Regions from separate parts of the Drosophila melanogaster genome. Here region 1 is linked to region 2. The links are chromatin contacts, called in public Hi-C maps. All regions are on one chromosome and are shown on one strand. The core of a region is the stretch at or near the end of the contact, and the rest is flanking DNA. Distances in the headings are between cores, read along the strand shown.

What was found. Hi-C and Micro-C count contacts between places; a contact is called where the count stands out from the background.
Region 1: a Hi-C map of the S2 cell line shows a contact between it and region 2, with 3 times the contacts expected there. The contact joins two enhancer-like sites. A contact is called at or near these places in 2 of 107 Hi-C or Micro-C datasets (both in the S2 cell line).

The regions. Positions count from the first base shown.
Region 1 is chr2L:9,499,918-9,506,264 of dm6, reverse strand. CG33298 reads right to left here. Exons shown (of 15, transcript NM_205944.3): 2 at 1,452-2,672. The coding sequence starts at 2,473. Among named protein-coding and RNA genes, the nearest start is that of CG33298, 7.6 kb to the right of the region's middle. Within about 2 kb of position 3,599, at least 5 of the 39 cell types and tissues checked have an H3K27ac peak or open chromatin away from gene starts, as enhancers often do. A contact at or near this core is called in the S2 cell line, where this site is marked.
Region 2 is chr2L:9,180,231-9,186,356 of dm6, reverse strand. The region is part of intron 1 of tai (taiman); the gene reads right to left. Among named protein-coding and RNA genes, the nearest start is that of tai, 17 kb to the right of the region's middle. Within about 2 kb of position 3,531, at least 30 of the 39 cell types and tissues checked have an H3K27ac peak or open chromatin away from gene starts, as enhancers often do. A contact at or near this core is called in the S2 cell line, where this site is marked.

The DNA.
Region 1 (6,347 bases), core at 2,350-4,849, 320 kb before region 2:
AAACAACAAAATCGCGTTGGTTTATGACAATTGTGCAAAGAGCGGCAAGGAAAATAGGGAAATGCAAATATAATTAGCAACAACAATGTGTAAGTTCAATGGTCAGCACACGGTGCAAAAAAAAAAAAAGAGGGCCTACATAGATTTACGTGGAGATACGAAATTTTCAGTTTTCTTGGGGCCATTGTCTTTTTGTCTTTTGGCGGATTTATGCTTGCCTCATTCAAACGGGAAGCCAACTAAACAATTGAATACCAAGTAGAGTTAAAGTCAGCGAGAAAAAAAAACTATGAATGAAAACAATTGAGTTCGAGGCTTTGCACAAAGGCACTCCATGTTTATAGCACAAAAAATAAATTCAAAATTATAAATAATATAGATAAAAACCATATATTTAGTGATTTAAAGATTGCAGTTGGGGTTGATTATCAGTATAGAAATGAATTCAAATTTCTTCAAGTGTAAGTACACGTGCAATGCAAGTAAATTGTCACTTGGTTGGAAAGTCTGGCAAAGAAAGGTGGTGGCAGATAAAAAGTATGCGTCAACCACGCGCAAATGTGGGACAAAAGCCCAAACAAAACCCAAAACCAAAACCAAAACCCAAGCCCCAGCAGACAGAGAGAGAGAGAAGAAAGTGGGGGGTCGGTGAAAGAGTTTAGTTCAAACAGCGAGGGAAAGTTTACCCAGGCCAGTTGGCACTGCTGCTTCTGCTCTCCTGGCACTTTATCGATTTCTAGATCACGTTTTAAAACATACATATATGTGTGTGCCAAACAAATCGCAGACGGGACGGGGCAAACAATTTCCATCAGCCAGCAACCAGTCAGTGGTCGATGCTGGTTGGTTAAAATCTGTGTGTGCCGCAGGGTTTGGTATGCTTTTCACACAAATACTTCTAAAAAGTTTTCCCCCAACGGGAAATTGACAAATTGACCGGCATGATTGCGAGCATAATGGACAAGTGTCCCATTATTGACAAAATTTGTTTGTCGGTTTAAACTGGTTAGTCGTCGAATGAATGGCACGCATAATTCAATTATTCAAATTTTAGTTAGTTGAAACCAGTTCTATGAACAAAGTCTTCAATAAGAATGCATTGTTAACCCGTTAACTTTTTTATCATGGCACTGGTATTCTAGTTGATTACGAGTATCAATCAATTTGAAAATAATCAATTTAATTTTCTTTTATCAAATTTATGACTGAGACAATAACTTGGTTATCTAAATTATCTCTCTTCCTTATTTTAATATTCTCAATAGAAATATTTTAAATCAGCTCTTTGACTTAGAGATTTATTTGTCATACATTTTAGACTGTGTCATAGTAATATTTTACTTCGTACTTTTCTGTTTTAAATTATAAATCAGTCTGATTTATCAACTTTATGCTTATGCATTTGATTTCATTACTAGAAGTGTTATTAAAATACAATACAATTTACTCACCCATCGTAAACGCGGCATGTGGTGTTGTTTATCCTCTTGTCGGACGCCCTTCTTCTCCGATCCTCGAAGAGATCCTTTACAGCAGTCACACCCAGGACGAAGAGGACCGGTATCATGGCCACCTCCTTGCCAAACGCACTTATTTCCGGCACCCAATTCAGCAGGACAATGAAAATGAAATACAAGTTGGCCACACGATGGAATTGCTCCAGCAGATTCTTCGGTATGAACGAGAGCAGCGTATACTTCGTTGTCCGTATCTTGTTGCCAACAAACTGACCATTGGGATGATCCCTCTTTGGGGTCTTCGGTGGCACTGTGTGATTGGGAACCACCGTTCGATAGCTTCGCTCTTCGAACTTGTCGCCGGTGTTGTAATTGCACAGGGTAAGGCGTTTCCACCAGGGCGGTGCCTCCGTCCGCCGGAGTGTGTATATGGATTCGGATCGCGATGCTTGCCGCGAATGGCCACGCCCACCGGTCGCTGATGTGGGCGCCGAGGGTTCCCTTGCCGGTTCCTCCTTGTGACCCGGTGGAAGAATGAAATCCGTCTTGGAGCCCACGCGACTGTGACCTCTGCCCGCGGGCGCAGCACTTCCGGGTGGTGAGTCTGTGATTTGTCCCTGCGAAAAGGCTCGCTGGTGGCCCTTCATGGCCGACTTAATGGGTCGCCCATTGGCTCCAACAATGGCTCCTCCGCCATGGCTAATTGAGCGGGCATGACCACGCGATGGAGCTGCCATCGCCACTCCGGGAATGCCTTGTCCTCCTCCACCAGGTGCGCTACCTACGACCGGATTGCCGCCTGGAAAGACATACGTACGCTCCGGCTCTCCCGCACCCATGGCCACACCGCCCAGACCCGTAGACGTTGTCATCATCAGGCTGGTGGTGGCCGAGCTGGCACTGGCATTCGGAATTCCCGATGACAGTGTGTCCCCGGTCAGATTGGGCGGTGCGGAGCGCTGCTGCTGCACTACTAGAAACTTTCGCCGCAAGTCTTCCGTGTTCGCTGAAGGCATCTTCGCGAGCCACAACCATCAGATTAAATTCTTCGGCCTGGCCACGATCTACGCCGGATATGTGTGGATTCTCTGCGTTTTATCTCAGTTAAAGTGAACTTTGTTTCCAATTGCAATCTACCAAGCTAACGAAAAGTTGATTCTAGCACCTGGTTACGTTTTTTGAGGGTGACCCCTTAGTTGCAGAGGCCATGATCTTCTGAAATGAATTAAAATAAATAAATAAGATATTGTTTTCAAATGGTAAATAATTTATCTATCATCTTGATAAACGAGAGATACGATTGCAGCACAGAAAATTCAATTCGATACAAATTATATCGGAGCTATGAAAACATAAAGAGTTTGCCTAATTAATGCCACAAAGTTTATCGAACCCGTCCGACGCACTCAAGCACCAAAAATACGAAAACGAAAGACAAAAATAATAAAATAAAAAAAAAACGAGAGCGTACGCTATAGTCGATTTCCTCGACTATCTGATACCCTTTACTCAGCTAGTTGGAATGCAAACAAGAAAGTTCAACAATATGTTTGGCATATCAATAGAAATTAACAAAAATAAAAATAACCGGAAACGCTTGCTTCTAACTTTTACATACTTTTCAACGAATCTAGCATACCCATTTAATCTACGACTAACGGGGGTATTAAAACGCGCATTTTAAGCTCGGCCTTGATTCAAGACTCGGGGCTTCCGATAATCCAAAAATTCAAACTGAAAGCATCACGAAAAGAGCAGTGGCGAGCACAAAGAGACCCACAAGGTCAAGCGTAACGCGGGTGCCGTGGAAATGGAGGCGTTTGCTACTCCAAAAGCTGCAGGTGGGTGGGCCTGCGTTGTTTTCTTTGGTTGGCCTCCTAGCTGCTTTTCAAGATTTCAAGCTCTCGATCGATAGCCGCATTGACAGAAAAAAGTTCAAGGTGTTCGAGGCTAAAAAAAAAAAAAAAAAAAACAAAACATTTATCACACTGGGGCTTGAACTTTGATTTCTGAGCTGTCAAATGTGTCTGAAACAAGGTCAACTATAATTGGAACCTTCTTTCATATTCATATTCGCAAGTGTTTGAAAACCCAGACTGACTGGTATCTAAATATCCGCGCGTGCAATTTCCTGTTCCTTAAATAGATTGTTAAGCTACAGTAGTCGTTTTATATGCTCTAGCTATTGCCAATTTCAAATCTGACTTCCTCTTGAAACGAAATATTTGTATGATTCCAAGAACGTTCAGTTTCTTCGAATTTAAATATAACATAAAAATACTTGAATAAATTAAAAGGCTTAATCGCTTTACATTACGTGAATGCTGGTATTTGCGAAGGCTTATCATTTCGAGCATAAGTTCTTTAAATCATCAATGAAAAACAAAAGAATAACGCCCAATTGGCATTTAATTTAATATCCAATCAGCGAAGAACTAATTTGTGAAGCCATTTCGAATGGCAAACTTGCGGCAATGGCGTAATACAAATACCAAATATGTATATACATGTGCATATATGTACATACATCCGATTGCGGTGTCTATATATGTACGTTTTATATTTGTGAATACCCGCAGAATATTCAGTGGGCACAAGAAAGCTAAAAATGAATTTGGCACACGACCGAGTTTAGCTATACGTTTTCTTTATACGATTTAAATTAGTAAAATCATTTTGGGCAAATCATAAATCACATGGTGAAGTAAAACTTTCTTTGTTGAATTTTTTTTTTGGGTTTAAATTCACTTTTTTGTAGTTCTGCGCGTAGTTTTATAAGTCATTTAGCTTTCATTGAATTTTTGACTTTGTCATGGCTGAAAACCATAAAAAGACGCCCCAGACAAGAATATGAAAACCAAAAAGGAAGCCAAGTGTAATAGAGAAAAGAACGAAACTTTTACCATGTCTGTCTGCGACTTTTAATTTTCCTTTCTTTCCGTTTTACGAGCCACAAGAAAAGACTTTCGAGTGCCAAAACTTGATTTATTTACTAGCCCGCGATGGGTTAAACGACCTCAAGAAGGCGGCGTCCAGACTGATAAGTTTACTCCTGCCCCGGCTAATTAGTGGAAGCCCCTTCAGTGGCCAACTTCAAAGTGCATTTGTATCTGGATGTGGACGTATCCGTATCTGGCTTTTAGCTTTTGCGGTTGTCGATACTTCCACCGGCAGCAGCAATAAGAAAAATTGAAATTATTTTTAGCCACGCACATGCGAAATAAAACGAGGAGATAAACAATTCCATCAGGCCAAGCCCAAAACCGGGTGCGATTACCACAATCGGTATCAAAATAAAAAAAAAAATCAAAAAAAAAAGCGAAGAGAAACGGGAGCATTACGATACAGATAAAAATAAATGGCGACTGTGTTGTAAAGTTCATTGGATTTTCAATAGCAACAAAACACAGATGCCAGATGTCCAAGATGCTCGTTTGTCATTGTTATTGAACTCGGGCGAAAAACGATTGAAAACCCAATTGACGAGGTGAAAAACTCACTTAAGAATCGCCCAGCAAATAATATTTCAAATCGCTTGCACATTTCGCATTTTCATTTAAGTGCTCACTTTAGTTCATTCAATGGTCGACCTTGCATTGAAACCACATTTATGGCCCGGTCAATTATAAAATAATTATATATATGTACATATAAAATGGGCAGGCGAACAATATGTTAAGTAATTATTATAATTCGAGGCTCATATCTCTTTTTGGATACAATGCTAAGTTTAAGTCTTTCAAATATTATTGTATATGGGTCTCAAGTTTGCAAAATTAATTCAAAACAATTAAAGGTCGAGACTAAAGAGTTCAAAGGTAAACCATTATTGAAAACTCAATGCGCAATATGAAATTGTTTACCAATTGTTTCACGTTGTACAATTATACAAATCTATCAAAACTTGAACTCAACCATTTGGCGAAAAGGTGAATTCGTACCAATTGTTTACAAATACAATGCGCAGATATTTCAAAAATGAATTTTTTTTCAGAATGATTAATGCATTGCAGAACTTGAGGCACGAAAAAAAAACATTGAAATTGAACTATTATTTGTTTAAAATTTTTTATGAATGTCATTTTTTGTGTAGTTTGCTCTACTTGCATATTTATTGCTCGTACTCGTCATTAAGTTAAAAGCTAAATTAATTATTTATCGGGTTCAAAAGCACTTCGTTGGCAGCTGTTGTGCCAGTTTTCCAGTTAAGATATTAATGTTCGTACAACGGGGCGTATAATTGATATAGCAATCCGAGTGATGAATAATTATTTCGACCGATAAGAACACACATTAAAATATACAAATATACAAATTATAGTAACTGCGCAGCGCAATCGTTTGTTTAAATTTCTGACTTAAATTTAAAAGTGCTTCGGATCTCAATAAACTATTTTGTAAATTTCAACTGGCATGTGGTATATAAATGTTATCAAGTCAACTAGCGCGACAAATTGCACACAAATCTTCAGCTACATATACTCTCTATAAAATCGTTCGTATGCTAATTCTGTTGGCCGCCTAATTAAGGCATCTTTGTGAGACTGAACAATGGAGTTGAAAATATACGATGCTTCGGCATTTGACATGGGAAACTTCCAACACTCTGAGAATATTCGCGCCAACTGGGCAAATTTCAGGCTAGCAAAAACGAAACACCCATCTCCACAAAGGGGCAACAAGTTTCGCAACTAATTAGAAACTGTTGACGGGGGCGCCTCCACAGCTTGCTATTGCTATCTATTCAATTACATCGTCACCAGTTGACTGACAGGGTTAATTTTTTCAGATGGAGCAGAGGTCGTGACGTCGAATCGCAGTTGGGTATTAAAAAAAATATGTATATACTCTAAGCAAAAATATATTTAAGAGCCTAAAAACTTAAGAAAT
Region 2 (6,126 bases), core at 2,282-4,781:
AACTATAGGGAATTATATGAGATCATGGAAAATCAAGTTAGGTAGTAATACTAGTGTGGCTTTAAATGATCAATTAACCAAATGAAAGTCAGAATCTCTATTCCCCTTTGCCATCCATCTTCCCAAGAGAAATTTGTAAAAGCAAAGACAAAAAGCATCATCGAAACTCCTCAAGAACAAATGCCCGGAAGCGTTTTAGTTCCTTGGTGGTCAGATTTTTGGTTCGGCCCAAGTCCAAAGATAATAAAAATGAAAGAACAAAACGGACAGAGATTCTACTGCTGTGCGTTTTGTTTTCAATCATTTCATTAATCACTTGGTCCAGAGAATCTGGACAAGAGTTTTTTGTTCTCTTCGCGAGGCTGCTGTTTATATCACTGCCTTCTGCTTCATTTGTGCCCCGAAACGTGTTAATGTCAAATTTGTGTAATTAATCAAATCAAACGAGAGGGAGCAATGGATTGCGATACACCTAGGAGCTGTCTGCTAATTTTCCATTACTCATTTTTCTTTCGGGCACTTTGCTTCCTGTTTCACTGGCTTGCCAATTGAAATGTTTTTTTTTTGCCTTTTTCTTGTCAAATTGGCTAGTTGCTTCCACTGACAAAATGTCAACGATTGTGTTGACATTAGCTGCTGGTGTGAAAATTAGTCTCGGTCGTTAAAATTGAAAATTGAACCAAAACCGAAGTGCTGATATTTATACATAAGCACGTTTTTCTCTTTTCTTTTTTCCTTTTAGTAGGCACAGTTTTCCTATGTATATATACTTATCTCTAGGTGTCACGCATTTTCCCTGTCCTGAATACGATTGAAACTTTCATTTGTCAGCGACATTTTTATAGGTTTTCCCTCAGTAAACATTGCGGGAAATTTTTATTAGTTCGCCATTAAAGTATGTTTCTCGGCGTATGAGTGTGTAAATTGTCATAAACAATAATGTCGTAAAGGATCAGGAAACGATGTTAAAGCCAGCTAACTTGTAGTCATAAAACTTAATTAGTTTGGGCAACATTTAGAAGGTAACTCAAGCGAGCATTTTACAGGAAATGACCCAGAAGTTTTAGAGTTGGTAGGAAACACAGATAATTATAATGCACATACACCAGCCATAAAACCCGATTAAATGTAAATATGTTGCGCAAATTATTTCACAGAAATCACAGTCCTTTATTTCCATATTTCTCACTGAAATTAGGAATACATTCACCATAAATTACATAGGTCTGACATCATTTAACCATTGCCATTCTTTTAAAACGTAAATACAAAAACAGCAAGCCCTCGATAAAAGAGCCATCTCCAACTGCTAAACGTCAAGATGGGACACCAAACAAAAAGTAAATTTATGAAGTAAGCAAGAAACACAAAAAAAAAAAATAAATAAACAAAAATACTCAGCAATCGAATAAAATTTACATAAAAGCTAAATAAATAACAGACAGGCCCACCACAAAGAGCAGATAAGTAGGCATTTGTTTATAGACTGCAGATGTCTCTATTAAAGATACAATCAATTTCACAACAACTATAGCGGAAAGCTCAGGTCAGTGAGAAAATATGAATAAATACCGAAGGAAATTTCAGATTGCCAATATTGTGATACCAATCAGGCAATCGAATTGCGGTTTATATATATACATATATATATATCTTCATATTCGTATATATATCTTCACATTGTTTACACTTGGATGCAAATTAGTTTTGTGCCCGAAATGGCGCAGAAAATTCCATACCCAAACTGTTTTCGATTCTAGCCAGTTTCTTTCTGCATAATGCGGATGCTTTATATGTATATATACTATGTACATATTCAAGATATATATGCACACAAACGAATCCGAATCCATTTGCAATGGCTGCATAAGTGTGGACTTATTTTATGGAGCACTCGACTTAAACTGAACCACGTCGCCAGTTCTCAAAAACGTTGGATGGTCATCAAAATAAAAAGTAACAAATTCTTTTTCTACTTCAGCTGCGCGATGACGCACAGAAATATTTATTCGCACACAGATACTTTTCGCTTGGATCTGCTCTATATTTTGTGTAACGTATAGTTGTATGCAAATATGAGGAAAAAAATTGGGGTAGAACGTTTCTAAATGTATGTGAAAAGTCTGGATTTAATGATAAAGTTTGCACGTTTCATCTGCAAGGTATTAACAATTTGATAGTCACTTTTTTCAGTGCTTATTGCGCGTTATACATTTTTAATTGAATATCACTTTGGCATGCGGAATTCCAGACCAAAATTTGATTGAAATCGTGGGCCAGAAGAAAAAGTAAATAAATGGTTAGGTAGGAGAATGAATCGAGCTACCACTCAATCAAACAGGTGTTGTGGTGCTGCCCTACCTTTATTGTTCTATTTCTGGACATTGCTGAATTTAATTACATATCTCAATCTCAGTGCTCAAAGCGGATTAGTAGGGCGTATACAACGTCCTGTATTTCGATTATATCGAAATGAAATGACGCGAAATAGAATAAAATACGCATCATTAATTGCATACTTTGAGGCGCCATTACATGGACACTCGTGAAAATCAATAAACTGCCCCTGCTCCCCATTGGAATTGAACACTCAAGTCATGTGTAAAACTGATTTGTCTGCAGAAAACATGATTATTGGAATTTCACAACCTAACTGCAGCTAAAGTGTACTAGAGCTTATGAAACATAAATAAACAAAATTTTCAATAATCCATATACAGCACTTGAAGAACTGCTCTCATCTTACAGGATACTAATATCTGACCAGCGATAAAGCAATCCAGCTCTTCTGGTTCCTTGTGCCACAACCGAAAATAATTCGATGCCAAGGAGAGGAAAAGACAAACCGGCTCACTACCAACAGCTGCAAACCCATCACAATCAAAAAATCATTCCGAAAATGTGTGTTTTTATTTTTCGCATATGCCAAAACGAGGCAAAAACAAGACGAGGAGCCAGCAAACGAGTCGGCGTCGTCGTCTAATAATTTGTAAAGAGGCTGCAGATCTGGAGAACTGGAGAACCGAAAGCCGGCGTCTCTCATTGTCTCGGGATTCAAATTATTGTTGTGTGTAGTGGGGCTTCCTCGGCATTATTTTCATTTTTGTTTTTTTTTTCGACTGTCAGATTTGAATACACAGCGTCGCAGCGCAGACATAAATCTTGTTTTGATTTATATATTTGTATAACTTGGTGAGATGTGTCGCATTGAAGAGAGCAGTCCATAGTTTTCAATTAAAAGCCATCCTAGCTGTGAGCGAAAGAGACGAAGGATCAAGATTCTTCATTCTGCTGGAAGAATCTCCCGCGTTTTTTCGGTTGGTGCTGCGTTTTTTTTTTTTTGGGTACGTTTCGTCGTTTTTTCGTTCATGACCTTGAAAAGCTTTATCTAAAAATCGAGTGCAATCAACTTTATAAACACACACACACACACAGGCTCGCTGGCGTTTCCCCTACATTTCACACACACACACACATAGGGGGCTTTGAGAATCGAGCGTTATAACGCGTTAGTTAAAGTCTTGGAGCTCACTCGCTCTCGCTCTTTGGCTCTCTGGAGACCCCGAGCATGGGCTAACCGCACATAATAATTATTCTAGATCCCCAGGTTCCCAAAGTATCTGCGAGTGTGCGAGAGTATCTGGGCAAAAGGTGGTCGCTCCGATGGTCAAACGGCGCTCTTATTTTCACGCTTTATGGCATCTTTTTGGTTTCGGTTTCGGTTTCTTTTTGTGTTGGTAATAATAGAGTTTTGGTTCAAAGCCTTTGGCCAAGCAACCCAAAAATTGCTGTGTGTGTGTGGATTTTCGATTGGGGGTTAGGCAACAGGTAGGTAGGTAGGTAGGTAGGTGATGGGTGAGAAGGTAAATGTACTTTTATCGGGGGGCTTTCTATCTGAGCGATATCAATGCAGTTAAAACCGGAACTCGAACCCTTGAAATAGAAATACTACCATTTGGTAGTAATAAATGCAAAAGCATGACTCATAAATTGATTTATTTCACAATTATCTTGTCTTCGGCTATGTCAAGCATGCTTTTGTTACGATATTTACCATTTAAGCTTATATCTTTAGGAATCCAATATTGAATAGTTATAATTTAATACTTAATTAACTTTTTTCTACAAAATCCCTATAGCTATAGCTATAGCTTAAGCTCTTCGGGCATTGTTGTTACTTAAAAGTTTGCAAACTCTTCAAACTAATGCGCAGTTATCTTGGCTTACAAGGGACCGGGTTTCGGTATCTGCTTTCGAATCCGTGACTCATACTTCCTAATCAGTCGAAGCTATAGTTTATAGGCACTACTTTTCGTACTTCCCACTACCCTCCTTCCTGTTGGCCCATTCAATCACTTCGAAATCAACTAATACCCATAAAACAAACCAGAAAAATACTTTGACAAAACAAATATTTGGCATATATAATGGGCATTCCTGAGTCGTTTTCAAATGTTGTTGTTTCTTGTGTTATTTTTTTTTGTCGTCTTTTGGATGCTTGCATTAGCCGCACACACATACAAAACACAACACACACACACACACAGCTTCGAACTGAATGCCTACCAACGATTTTTTACGCCCAGCCAACGAACCTATGACATCAACATTATTTCGGCCAAAAAAGCCAGCTGAAAATTATTTATTTCGTATATTCAAATTTCAACAGAGCAATGTGCAAGTAACGAATGGTCAGAGGGGCTTCCGGGGGGAACAAGGAGCTCTTTTTCGACTAAAAGCCGAGATTGTCTCAAGCTTTTCCATGCCATTTAAACGACGTTGATTGCTCAATTCGCCAGAAAACCAGATGAGCTAATCGCCGGCTGCGTTACTCTGACTCCGACTTTCGACTACTGGGCCAACTTTGACTTTAGATTTTTAATTAAGATAATTATAGTTGGTCTCGGGCAAGTGATGCGCGATCTGGTTGGGAACAAGAGTGCAGACATCAATGAATGGTTGGATACCCAAAATGAGTTGAAACATTTGTTGTCCCAAATGTCAGTCCGTCAAATATTTGTGGGTCGAGGAAGCTCGTTTTTTTTTTTTTTTGTGCCTATAGATAAACACAGACGTCAATTAGTTAATATGTTTTAAAAAAAAAAGGCAGCGCAGAGTGATATTTGGTTCGCGCTGTATTTCAGTATTTCGACTGTGACTAAGCCAACCCCAACCACATGACAAGAAATGAAAACTCAGATGGGAGACCATAATGATCACACGTTTCTTTCGGTCAAGTACAGTATGGCTAAAAAAATTGCAATTGAATTTAATTTTTGTTGTTGTTTGCGTTCCCCGGTTAACCTATTATACAACAAATACAGGGGCCAGCGACGGTGCACAGAAAAATGAGTATCAATTCAACAAATTCGCTTGAAGAAGAACTCACACAGATACGCGACCAACACACTGAGAAGCGGGGAACAATATATGGCATACATAATATTAAAGAAATCGCACCCAAAAACCAAATTGGCATAAACTACGCCGAAAATAAATTGAAATCTAAAAATGAAATTCAAATGCGGCAAACGCCCCAAAGAGGAGCAGTCGGCAAAGCAACACAACAAACAAATCAAAATAAGGCACACAAAAAAGCGCAGGCAAAATCAAATAAAATAAAAAAACACAACAATGTGGATAAGTGTGGATGTGTGAAGGAAATAGAGGACCACATATCAAAATAACCAACAATGTCAATCGCACTAACATGCTAAGAAAACTGTCAAAGACTTTTGTGAATTCCAATCGAAAATCAGATACAATTTAAAGTGTATTTGTTGTTAGGTTTTGTGATTTCTTGCGATTGAACTATTATTACGCGTTATTTTATTAGGATTATTAAGTAGTTATTTTAAACTTAAATGGTATGAGTTTGAAACATAAAAATTGCAAGATGGCAACAATTTCTTAACTACTATTTGAATAGCAGTTAAGAGATCTTCAGCACATTTGCGCAGAACTTCAAAAAGAAATTAAAATTATAGCAAAACTCGTGCAGCGGTACGTTCAGATACAGAAAAAAATTACAAAAAAAAAGACGGACAAAATGAGGCATTCAGAAACCAGTTTTTACCTGGAAAGAAACAAAAATTGGTCTGATATTGTACGTAAGCAGTAATTGAA